2 separate regions of the Mus musculus genome follow, and region 2 is linked to region 1. The links are chromatin contacts, called in public Hi-C maps. All regions are on one chromosome and are shown on one strand. Each heading gives the region's core, a stretch centred on a gene start, on an enhancer-like site or on the middle of the called end of the contact. The rest is flanking DNA. Distances are from core to core; before and after follow the strand shown. Region 1 overlaps Pgm2 (phosphoglucomutase 2). Region 2 has its middle 16 kb from the start of Gm26761.

Region 1 (6,291 bases), core at 361-2,860:
TTGCCTATGGGTGCAGGTGCCCACAGAGGCCAGAGATATTGGATCCCCTCTAGCTGGGGTTATAGGCAGTTGCAAGCCTTTGTAAGAATAGTACATATTCTTAACCCCTGACCCATCTCTCCAGCCCCTTGATTTTTTTTTCAATGACTTGACTTTAAACTCATAATTACTTAGCTCTTAAAAGAAATGGGTTAAGGCTGGGCAATCCCAGCCCTGGGGAAGCAGAGGCAGGCAGATCTCTGTGAGTTTGAGGCCAGCCTGGTCTACAAAGCGAGTTCCAGGATACCCAGGGCTAAACCCTGAGTTGAACTCTGACCCCAACCCACACCCCCCCCAAAAAAAAGACAGGTTATCCTGGGTCTTTAATCCCAGCACTCAGGAAACAGAGTGGAAGGACTTCTTGAGTTCAAGGGCAGCCTCGGCTACATAGCAAGGAGGATATACAGAGAGACCTTGTCTCAAAAAACAAACAAAAATGATGGGGAAAAAAATTATCTAAACTGGAGTCTCACTCGATTCCATGTAATTCTCCTCTGCTATTTATAGGCATCATTGCCTCTTCCTTTCCTGACAGACACCTTTGTCAGGGTGTAGCTTTGTGACAGTCTCAGACCAACTGGACTCCTGGTTAACTGTGGTCGCGTAATTCTGAACAGAGTGGTGCTGAAGATAGTGACGGCAGTAGGGGCAGCAGTTGTTTGAACGCTGATCCGGTGTTTACCATTTGAATCCCCCAAACAACGTAGGAAACATTTAAAATTGAACCTCGGTACCCAGCAGAGACCTTTTCTAAGATACCCCTCACTGTACGAGTCACCTATATGAAAAGGCACATGACTTGTGTAAGGCCTGGGTACAACTTCCCCTGCTTTATCTTGTCAATTCTGAGAGCAGCTCTCACTAAGTAGCCCATACCAGTACTGAATTCATGATTCTCTTTTCGTCTCTTAGAGTGCAGGATTACAGGCGCTCACCACCGGGCTTGGTTCCCATATACTGTAAACCCTGGTTTAGACCTGTCATAGCTGATACTACTGTGCTTTTCAGATAGGTTAACACTGTTGGTTACAGGACAGTCCTTGCTCTGCTCCTGGAGCCATGGATGGCATTTGCTTGAAGTGACTGGCACTTACCAGTTCTTTTTGGTTTGTGGTTCCTGTCTCTGCTATGCACACACACATAAGAACACATCTTATATTTAAATAAAACAACACCTAATCAGAGTCCATATGAGGTGTGTACTGAATTATGACAGTATAAATCGGGGCTCCTAAGCCTCTGCATAGTGACACATGATGTCACAGCTGCTGGACCATTTGTTGTGGTGACTGTCCTAGGCATTATCAGTATCCTTGAGGACAGTGGCCTTGGACGTGTGACAAGGTGACCTCAGGCCTTTATCCTAAACTAAAGAGGGGAGGAGAGGACTCTGGCTGTCTCAGCTTCGGTGTTCTTCCTCTTCCTTTCACTACTGAATGCCGGGGCCAGGGCTGCAGCTTTGTTAATGGAGGGTTAGCCTAGAACGCAGGAAGCCCTGGGTTCCACCCCAGCTTGTTCCTTGTTTCACACTGCCACGGGAAGCTCTGACTGTGACTCTCTCCTTTTTGTCCCTGTTTCTGCATTTCTAGGTTTGCCCGGCTGGCTGCGACTGCATTTATCACCCAGGGTGTTCCTGTATACCTCTTCTCTGATATAACCCCCACCCCCTTTGTGGTAAGTAACCGCTTCCTTTCAAAGTACTTGTCAGAGGGCTGCAGACAATATAGAAGGTCAAGCAGCTCACGGCCAATGCTTAATTCATTGTTTGTACCAATGCGTGCTTAATTTATGGGTCAAGGATATAAAAGACTAACAACAGTAACTAATAATAAAATGGAAGAGTTGTCGCAGTGTCCTGTCAGGAAGTTAAATGAGTGCGGGCCCTGCTGAAAGAGCTAAGACACATCTTCCTGGACCACGGGTCACTGAGACAGAGTAGGGCAAAACCACAGACGAGGGGGATACTGCATGGTACTGAAATGGGACACAAGATGCTGAGTGGCCTGGCATGATAGTAGGGTGATACAGGAGGATGAATGGCTCCAAACAACGTACGGTGGGCATTTCCGTTCTGCCTAATCTTTCTTAAGAACCGTCTCCTGCTCGGTTTAGCCGTACACCGTGTCGCACCTGAAACTCTGCGCAGGCATCATGATCACTGCCTCGCACAATCCAAAGCAGGACAATGGCTATAAGGTAACCCCCCCCCCAGCCTCCCCCAACCCCCACACACGCTCTCTCCTCACACAGTGGAACCCCAGCCCCTCCCAGCCCCCCCCCCAACCCCCACACACGCTCTCTCCTCTCACAGTGGAACCCCAGCCCCTCCCAGCCCCCCCCCAACCCCCACACACGCTCTCTCCTCACACAGTGGAACCCCAGCCCTGTGTTCTTCGGGAGTGGGTGCTCTGCATCCTGAACCTGCTAAATGCATTCCTGGCTTCTCTAGGTCTACTGGGACAACGGAGCTCAGATCATCTCTCCCCACGATCGCGGCATTTCTCAGGCCATTGAGGAAAATCTAGAGCCCTGGCCTCAGGCTTGGGAGGAGTCTTTGGTTGACAGTAGTCCCCTTCTTCACAACCCCAGCGCGTCCATCGGTAATGACTACTTTGAAGACCTTAAAAAATACTGTTTTCACAGGTAACTGGGCCGTGGCTTCACTTCAGCTAATGTGATTCAGCCGAATTCTATCAATGTCTGGGTTTTGATTTGATCCCCTCTGCCTGGTGCATACATGGTTAGCTGCATTTGTATGGGGCGGCAGCAGAGCTGGCCACCTTTTCTTAAAGAAACCGGTAACAAATCCTCACGGCATTGCTGGCTACACAGAGCCTGACTTCATCTCCTCAGATGTGCTATTCTAGTGTACAAGCGGCACAAGTGACCAGTCAGGCAAGCCACACTGAGATGGCTTTATTTACCGAAGCAGGTGGCCAACCCACGGTGGGCTAAGTTTGAAGTGTTGTAAATATATATATATATATATATATATATATATATATATATATATATATATACAGTTGTAGCTGTGTCTATATATATGCTTGTATGGATACAACTATATGTATATATGTGTATTTAAAAAATACTTTCAGGGCTGGGAAGATGGTTCAGTGGGCAAGAGCACTTGCTACCTAAGTGTGGGGACTTGCGTTCTAATCCCCGGTACCCAACTGTGGTCATGCAGTGCTATGGTGCCTGTTTGTTCAGCCTGGGGCAAACTTGGTGGTCACAGTCAGGTACTGAGCAGGAGAGTTTAGGTTCCGCTACTGCTTATTGCCTCTCTGAACCTGAAATTCAGTTTCTGGTTATCCGATGCGGTGTTTGTTAGCTAGCATGGGCCTGGCTAACTCCAGTGCAGAGACGAGACTCCAATCCCATCTACGAGAGAAACCACACTGGCTTAGAGTCTCCCTGGGCTATGGGCTAGAGATCTGAGTTCCCAAGTCATTGGATTTTTTTTCTCTACCAAAGAAATCTCTAAAACTGAGTTTATCACTTTCCTCCCGCTGGTGGGGGATGCAAACAAGATCCATCTGTGAGCTTTCCCTCGGGCCCTCTGATGCAGTTTCACAAACTGGGAGAGTTGACTGGGTGCTTGTTTATTTTGGATCACTGCAAGTAGCACGAGAAAGCAGCATTTACTTGTGTATGTAAAATAACCCTCTTGCATTATATAGCACATGCATTTTCAAGGTTGAGGGTGATCAGCAAGCTGCCCTCTGAGAACAGTAGAGTGGTGGGTACCCCCACCTGCAGTCTGTGGTAAATAACATAGAACCCCACGTTCGACCTTCTGCTCCACATTATCAGATTTATCATTTCCCCCCCATTTGTTAGAAAAGCACAAAAATCTCACTTTCATTTACACCCTTAATTATGAAAAACTTTTTTCATGCTTGTTTGATATATACACATATACATGGTTTTTTCGAGACAGGGTTTCTCTGGAGCTCACTCTGTAGACCAGGCTGGCCTCGAACTCAGAAAATTTGATCTCTATTTATCTTTTCTGTGTATTTGCTTGTCTGTCGGATTTAGCAAACTTCTTTCTTCCTTTAGAAAAATGAAGTCTTGTTTCCCTCAAGTGTCCACTCTCCCCCTGTTGTTACTTTTGACATTTTTTAATTGAAACTTTTTTGTGGAAGCTTTTAAACGATTTTGTTAATATTTAGTTGTCTTTTAATTCTTGGTTTCTGCATTTTATTCATACTTTCAAAGACTTTGTACCAAGATTATAAGAAAAAAAAATTCTGCTCTCTGAACTTTTGTGTTTACATTTGGTGATAATGAATCTTTCAAGTCATTGGAGATCCTGTGTGGAGGGCATAGCTTAGGTCTCCCAAAGGCTTCCAGCTGTACCGGCCACACACACTGAAGCACCTCTCTTACAGTATTAAGTGCCCCAGTGCATGGTATTTTCTAAACCCTCCCTCTAGAGAGCCTTGTTTATATCTTTTGTCGTTTTCCATTTTGTCTTACTCTAGAACGGTAAACAAGGAGAGCAAGGTGAAGTTCGTGCACACCTCTGTCCATGGTGTGGGCCACGAGTTTGTGCAGTTGGCCTTCAAGGCTTTTGACCTTGCTCCTCCCGAAGCTGTTCCCCAACAGAAAGATCCGGATCCCGAGTTTCCAACTGTCAAATACCCGAATCCTGAGGAGGGCAAAGGTGTCTTGGTAACCTACTTTTATTAAATAATGGACTCTGCCTTTTAAACTCTGAGCCATTGCTCTCAAGTATATTGTGTTTTTTATGGTTTCTTGTGCTGGGGAAAAAATGAATTACAGCTCTGTAAATATATGTGTTGGATGGTCACTAATTTCTTAAAGGAGCTTTCTGACTTGGCATCTTTCGTGAGGAAATAAGAGCTAAAGTCTAAATTAAATTAAATATCCGTTGACAGTTTCTCTATTGCCAAAATGTATTGATAATAGGATGGAGAGGTTTTTCATATTTTTAATTTTATACTTTCTTGTTAAAGGGTATTATTTACAATGTGGCTCACATACCATTTTGAAACTTTAGATAATAATGATACTGTAAGAGTTGGTTTGGTCTGGTTTGTGTGGCCAAATATACACAGTGCCTAGAAATACCTGTCCAGCCACAGGGCTGCCACAGCTCTGTGTGGTCACTGGAACTCCCAGCATTCAACCTACAATTTAGGAAGATGAAATACAATCTGGCTAAGCAAACCCAGAAGTAAGGGGGAAAAAAGCAGAAAACAAAACAACAACAAAAACCCCTCTGCCTTTTGGGGAAAAGCTCAGAAGAATACGCAAATCTTAAAGACTACGGTGTACTCCAGGTAATCTTTTATTTTCTGAACTCACTTTCAGACTTTATCTTTTGCCTTGGCTGACAAAATCAAGGCCAAAATCGTCCTAGCCAATGACCCAGATGCTGACAGGCTCGCTGTGGCTGAGAAGCAAGACAGGTAAAGTTGACTTTGTTTATCTGTGTCATGAAAAATACACAGAGCACCATCTTTAGCAATACTGTACTTGTTGGGAGGATGAGTCCGTACCGGGAAGTTTTCTGTCTAATTCTATTTGTTTTAACAACAAAACCTCGGGTGGATTCCTCACACAGGACAATTTGCTGATGCTAAGGGCAGGGGAGCATATCCTTGAGTGTGTAACACAGAGCAAAGCAGTCGATTGTGTGCTGGGATTGGAAGTGACTCTTTGTGACACCCTCACTTCATCATTGAACTTAATACATGAGGGTCTCCAATGCCCCAGAAGGCACAGTTCTTGGCATGATGCTGGCTTTTCAGTTCAGGGTATGCCAGTGGATTCAATAAAGCACTAGCCCTCCAAGGCAGTGTTGAATTTAGGGGGAATAGACAGGCAGTGACGTAATGTTTAAGGCAAGTAGGACCATGTGGTCTATGCCAAGGATAATGAGAGTGCCTGGTACAGCTTCAAACTACAGCCTTTGCCAAAGATGGAAATCCACAGGTCCTGTGTCATCCCTGGGATGCTAACTCTAGACCATCTTCAAAGATGTTAATGTTTGTCTGAAAGCATTGGCTGACACATAAAAGTTGCTCAGATATTCGTGATGGTGTAGGGCCACTTCAGCCCAGTTAATTTTTTCTTTCTTCTTTCTTTATTTTATTTATTTATTTTAGTTTTTTTGAGACAGAGTTTCTCTGTGTAGTCCTGGCTATCCTGGAACTCACTTTGTAGACCAGGCTGGCCTCGAACTCACAGAGATCTGCCTGTCTCTGCCTCCCAAGTGCT
Region 2 (6,672 bases), core at 1,626-4,125, 580 kb after region 1:
GACTTTTAACTCTCAAGCCAGGCACTGTATCTGGTTCCTCCATGGAGCTGGGTAAGCCCCAGCCTGGTGCTTAGCCAAAGCAGACCTTGAGTTTATATTTCCATCATGCATGCTACTTGATAGCCACAATTGACCATCTATAAACTTGAATGTCTCTGAGGGACAAATGAGGGCAACATGGCAGGAGCTACATTAAGTAGGAAAGCCTGTTCCTTCTTCTCCTTCCTATAGCAAGACCTTAAGACAGGGTGAAGACAGGCCAACAAATGCAGGGCAGTCAGTGAAACCCAAGGAGCGTCCTAATTCCGAAAAGACTGTTTGGAAAGAGAGCTTCGTTCTCTTAAGCATCCACCGCTTCTACAGGCGCTTATTAATATACCATGTCCCAGATGTTCTTGATACTGAAGAGGCAAAGCCAGGCCCGTGGAGAACTCTAAAATCCCAGAAAAACAAACAAGGAAGTAGATGATACTCGCCCAGCCACCAGGACACAGGAAGTCGGCCACTGTGAGAATGCACAGGGTGGATAGCGCTGACCGTGCAGGACGCAGGGTGCGGGGGTGACGGAGCTCCGGGAAGGCAGAGTTCAGCTTCCTTAAAGATGGCCAGGCCTTAAGTAGAGAAATGAAGAGAGAGTGGTGGGCAAGGAGAAGGAGCTATTACAAGGACAAAGACAGTCACACACAGAGATAAAAGAACGGTGAGCTTAGGGGCTCTGGGCGTGGCTTCCACATTCTTCCCCCACCTCCACCCCACCCCCATCCCCACTCGTCCCTCAGTGGAGTGGCTTTCTTGGCAGAATTGAGTTCCTGGAAAGACAGGTGGGAGGTGGTGTGAAACCTTTCCCACGCCTGCTTTAGAACCGGGGAAGCCAGTCTGGAATCGGGGAAGTTGCAGAGAAGAGATCAGGCCAGCCAGACCTTGTTCTGGCCCTTCCTGATGCACAGTAGTGAGAACGAAAATGAGCCTGTCACATGTTCTAGAGGCTCTGGGACCCACTGCATTAGAATCCACAGTTGACCCTTCCTCCCTAAAATAAACTGCCTTCTCCATGTGACCAAAGATGGTAAAGACAGGGAGCTGAAGAGAGGACCCATTCAATAGTTAAGAGAACTTGAGACTCTTTCAGAGGATCTGGGTTCGATTCCCAGCACCCACACATGGCAGCTCACAAATGTCTGCAACTCCAGTTCCAGGAGGTGTGGCAACCTCTTCTGGTCTCAGCAGGTACCAAGCATGCATGTGTCATAAAGACAAACATGCAGGCAAAGGACCCATACACATAAAAATAAGTACATAAATAAATAAATACTAAATAAATAAACAAATAGATGCTAAAGACAGCCATTGCCCTACTAGACATGATGGTGATAACTCAAAGATCCTTTTAAAAAAAAGACTCCCTTGTATAGACTGAGTGCATCTGTCCTCCATGACCCCCCAAATACACAGACTGAAATCCTGATCCCAGAGGTTACAGTATTAGGAGTGATTGAATCATGATAGTACAGCCTTCTAAATGAAGCCCAAAGGAGGCACTGCCATCTCTCCCACCAGGAAAAGACCCAGGGAGAATGTCCCACCTGTGAGGAGGAGGCTGACATCATCAGCCCAACCGATGCCTGGCTCTTCCTGAGCATCTCAGAATGTGAGAAATACGCTGGTTGGGTCGTAGCCACCCAGACCGTGTGGTTTTTACAGCGGTGGTGGTTGCTTTGTTTGTTTTGTTTTAGACAAGATCTTGTTATGTAACCTGGGTTAGCTTCCAACTTGTGATCCCCCTGCTTCAACCTTCTAGCTTTCTTGCATCCACTCCCCAAGGGCTAGGATTGGGCACCCCTCATTCCCAACTTACACTCTCAGTGAGAGCTAAGACTAAGTAAACCATTCCAGATACACACTTGGTTATGGTCACATAAAATGCAATTTTTAATGAAAACCTATCTCACAGAACAGACAGCACACAATTCTTTCAAAGATTGCCTTGTTTTTATTTATTTATTTTACACTTATGTTTATTTGGTATGTGTGTTGGGGGGGGCATGTGGGTTCTGTGGAACATGTGTGGAGGTCAGAGGACAGTTTGTGGGAGTCCGTTCTCTCCTCTCACTCTGTGGACTCAAACTCAGGTCATCTCCAGATTGCTGTGGTGGCTCACACTTGTAATCCCAGCACATGGGAAACAGAAGCTTGTGGATCACTGTGAAGTCAAGGTCAGCCCGTGCCACAGAGACTTCCAAGACAGCCTGAAGACACCCTTCCTCTCAAGTAAACAAACAAACAAACAAACTCACTTGTCAGCTTCTTTACTCAACGGGTGATCTTTCTGACCCACCTTTTGATTCAATATACTACAAGAACTAATGCGTGTATAAATAGAATATAAACAATATGTTATGTACACTAATTCATTTCCCAGTCCACTTATCAGCTGCATAATATCTGAGGCCCAGTACAGAATGAAGCTATGTGGGGGGTTCCTTGTCCAAAACATAAGCATTTTCTAGACAGAAACACTGAACTAGACATTGAGCCCACCTTCCTGCACATGTTGGCGATCCGGCTCATCGGCCCAAAAGGCTGTCCCCAAGCCTGCCAAACTGATGCGGTCTGTGCCCTCCCTCTGCAGGTTACAGCAGACAGGAAGAAAGGGAACAACATTCTCTCTGACATTTGATGGGGACTGAGATAGGTCCTGGGTCATCTAGAAGCCACCTTATCTCCGAGGTCAGCAGGGACTTGCCTAAGGAAATGACCTAGAAGCCGAGGGCCGGAGCGTGATACAGATCTGGCAGGCACAGCTTAGGAGGGAAAGTACTTTAGGCCCAAGGAAGACAATGTACAAAGGTTGGAGAAGAGCCTGAAGGGTGGGTGGTGCACCTGAAGAGACCACAGGATGGGGTTTGGCAGCTGTCCAAAAGAGCCATGGTAGGGGCAGTTCGGGGAAGACAGCCATCAAGATTAGGGCCGGCCTTGGAGGAAGGTTGGATTTTATCCTAAAGACAACTAGAAGCTCTTAATGGGTTTCTTGGCCCCATCCCAGCTGCATAGTGAGCCAGGATGGGTATCAACAGCTTTATCAGAGGAGGAAAACGGAGCAGCTACCCTTCCTGGTTCCAGACCAAGAGTAAAAGAGAACTGCAGCAAGATGGCCTGTGGAGCAGCTCAAGCAGGAAGTCCTGCTGGGCTGAGTCCTTCAGCCTTACAAGGCCACGGACCCACAGATCTAGCACAGGAGAACCACTACTCAGCAGGAGGCCAGGAGACCATCAGAGAGGCAGATCATCACCCAGACCCTGTACTCAGTGATGCAGGCTCAGCAACAGGGGATGTGGCACATGGCTGTCTTCTGTGACGCCTCCAAGGGCTTACACCACACCATCGTGCCTACCGGGGATCTTGTATTTGTAACTTGCCCTTCTTACCAGATAGCCAGTGTGACCTGAGACTCAGAACTACATCTTGCCAGGACTGGTGTTGCATGTCTTTGATACCAATACTCAGGAGGCAGAGGCAGGCAGATCTCTATGGTCCTGATTTACAAAGTGAATCTGGGTCAGCCAGGGCTTGTTACACAGAGAAACCAACCCTGCCTCAAAAAACCAAGAACCAACAAGCAAATAAAAAAACCTATGTCTTACTTGTTTTTTGTTTTTAATTCTAGGTCTTTACAAGGGAAACCATATACATAGTTAAATGTGTCCCCCAAAGCTCATGCTGCTGAAAACCTGGAAATCCACATAGTAGTGATATCTGGGGACAAGTCTCTTGGGAAGTGATCAGACTTAGATGAAGCCATAAGGCAGGATCCCTGTGCTGGGACCAGTGGCTTTATAAGAAGAGGAAGAGCCCCACCCCCAGCCCCCGCATCCTAGCTACTCGTATATGTTCCTCTTGATACAACAAGAAAGCCCTTTCCAGATGCAGCCTCTAGCCTTGGTCTCCACCCTGCCACAGCAGATAGTTTCCTACTGAAAGACTACACTTCCCAGCTTCCCTTTCGTGCAGACTACAGAAGTCTTTTCTATCTCAACAAGGGGCTGCATCCCATCTCCTCTGTAGGCATTTTGGCTATCCGCATGTGTGAATGACAAAGGTACCCTGTTGTCCCACCTAATGTCAGCACAAGCCTTTCTTTCTGTTTTGTGTCTCTCCACAACTGCTTGAATAATCTAAAAACCCTGAGAACTAAATTTCACTTCTAAGTTGCTTGGCCTGTGCTATTCTGTCACGCCCACAGAAAACTAAGAAGACTAAGCCCTCATAAATATAGTGGTAACTATAAATATAGTTTAATTACATGAGTAAATTATACCACCTAGAGTTGTACCTAAGATGTGCTATACATTGCCATCTGCAGAAGGGAGGGTTCATTCACAGCGACTGTGGGTGATTTCTATAAAGACAAAAATGTTTGACTTCAATGCTGTCGGCTCTAAAATATATCTATGAAGCCCATTGGTTTTCTAGTTTAAGACTTACCTGGAAATGATTAAATCTCTGTCCTTTTGGTTGAAATATGCTTAGGAAGCAGGACGTAATGTTTAGGCTTTTATCTCCCACAGGGCCTGACATACAGTACGTGGCTCATTATTCAGTGACTGTGTAGACCACACCCATATACACACCAACCCATGCACATTTCTGTGCTACTAAAGGTTTTCTATGGGCACAGATTCAATAGTTTGTTTAAACGTTCAATAGAAGTACATAACAGTTCACACACAACAATACATATCAAAGCGTGTGAGTTTGTACTCGTCAGACATCAAAACCCACAAGGTGGCTGATAATCAACACCGACTGTCTGGGAGAGGCTTGCAGTGTTGAATTGAACAGAACTCAGGAAGGAAGTAGCTTGTTTGGCTACCTATCTCCAAGCTAGAAAGAAATAGAAGAAGGTTTAGATAAAAGGTTGTAACTGTAAAATCAATTCAGAGAGGAAACATCCCAGAAGTGATTCTCAAGAAGTTTGGCTTCATGGTGTGACATCCGAGAAAAAGCTGGGCGAATAGAAAAGCTGCTCCACTCCACAGTACTACTTAGCAGCCAGAGGGAGAGCACAGAGTGAGCCACCTGTCTCTGGAGAAAGCGCCCCTATACCTCACTGGGCTTTTTCCTCAGTGCTGTTCATAGCCAGTCCTTGCACTTGGTAGAAAGCGGGTGCCATTTTCTCTACAACCACAGATGGCCTAAAATCCTAGCTCCCTCTGAAGTCTCTTCTACTTCCCCTTTGTCTGTGAGGCCCACTAGAGAACCCCAGATTCTTCCTGATGACCCCTCTCCAACTCTCAACCTGGTAACTTCCTCTATACCTCCATTCACTTAATTTCTTCCAGACATGTTTCAAATACAAATTCCCATAGCTAGGAGTGAGCTGCTAGTGACTACTGTGTTGAGCAACGCAACACTAGAGGCTCCATTTCTGACTATGAGTGGACCCGTAGACTTCATTGCAGTGTTCTCTTATTCATCCTATCTTGCTCCTTTGCCCTTGCTATTCAGCTTGCTCTCATTTTCACTACCACAGTAAAGAAAAGCACAGCGAAGACATCTTCTGCTAGACTGACTGGTGTGTGTGACTTCATTTCTTTTGGTTTATCTGCTAGATTTCTGCAAAGGAAATTCCTACTGGATAGGGTAGTGCATAGATCTTCCTCAAGGCCCTCCAGGCGACTCGCCCATCTTCTTTCCCCTCATCCTCCATAAGAAGTCTGTTGAGGCCAGACTTTCCACTGCTTCATCCTGTGGGGAGCCTCTCAGGCCCTCCCGCTACCTCCCTTTCTTCTGTGTGCAGCTCTTCCGGCTCCCTCCTCTCATCCTGCCTTTATCTTTTTTTCATTATCCTTAAAAACAGAGACACAGGTCATTTTGGCTTAAGGGATTTCCTAGATAGAAAGGAAAGCACAAGGACTTCTGAAAGTTCAGAGTTGACACAGTCCAGAGTGCTAATAAGAAAATCATGAGTTCAAAGCCAGCTCGGATTAAGTGGCAAATTCTAGCTTTGGTTATATGAAAAGACAAACAAAAAACCTGATAGAAAAGAGGAGCAGACCACTCCCCAGACTGATCTGATAGCGGGGGCTAGCATGAAACCCAAGACAGAACAATACTCAGAAGAGGAGGTAGAGGAATAAGGAACTGACCACCAGATTATCTGACACAAGCTAAAGGGCCTTTGAAAATCAAGTAAGCACAAACAGAGTAAAGAGAACACTAGGCAGACAACACGGACCCAAAACAGCCCAATGCAGCCACTGGCTCAGAGAGGCCCTGATCAAAGCCAAAGTCAAGATGCTTTCTGAATTCTTTCCCATAGTTACAGTCATATGGCAAAGCAGCCTGCTACGATGGCCCATGGTTGCCAATAGTGCTTATAGTATGAGAACTCTCACCAAACCAACCCCAGAGTCCACAGGTCCTGATGGTTTTCAATTGTATTGTATTTTTTTCCTCCATAGCTCGGTTGGAGAGCCCTGCGGCGTTTCTTCCACGAGGTTCCTAGATGGTGAGGCAGCCCAGAGAAATCCCATCTTACAAAGAAGAATGTCTGCAACAGATCCCCTCTTTCATACCCTGTCCAGACTGAGTGTCAATTGTTATGTCTACCAACAGTTTTGCAGAAAAGGGAAGGAGGGTGCGGGAGAGCTCAGCTGTCGGCTACCACTTGAT

What was found. A called contact is a pair of places that touch in the nucleus more often than the background predicts.
Region 2: a Hi-C map of the G1E-ER4 cell line shows a contact between it and region 1, with 3 times the contacts expected there. The contact joins two enhancer-like sites. A contact is called at or near these places in 2 of 39 promoter capture datasets (embryonic stem cells and pre-B cells) and 1 of 484 Hi-C or Micro-C datasets (the G1E-ER4 cell line).

Annotation. Positions count from the first base shown.
Region 1 is chr5:64,101,226-64,107,516 of GRCm38.p6, forward strand. Pgm2 (phosphoglucomutase 2) reads left to right here. Exons shown (of 14, transcript NM_025700.3): 4 at 1,629-1,713; 5 at 2,152-2,235; 6 at 2,489-2,682; 7 at 4,530-4,719; 8 at 5,383-5,480. Among named protein-coding and RNA genes, the nearest start is that of Pgm2, 11 kb to the left of the region's middle. Within about 2 kb of position 1,611, at least 74 of the 459 cell types and tissues checked have an H3K27ac peak or open chromatin away from gene starts, as enhancers often do. A contact at or near this core is called in the G1E-ER4 cell line, where this site is marked.
Region 2 is chr5:64,679,671-64,686,342 of GRCm38.p6, forward strand. No RefSeq gene overlaps it. Among named protein-coding and RNA genes, the nearest start is that of Gm26761, 16 kb to the right of the region's middle. Within about 2 kb of position 2,876, at least 22 of the 459 cell types and tissues checked have an H3K27ac peak or open chromatin away from gene starts, as enhancers often do. A contact at or near this core is called in the G1E-ER4 cell line, where this site is marked.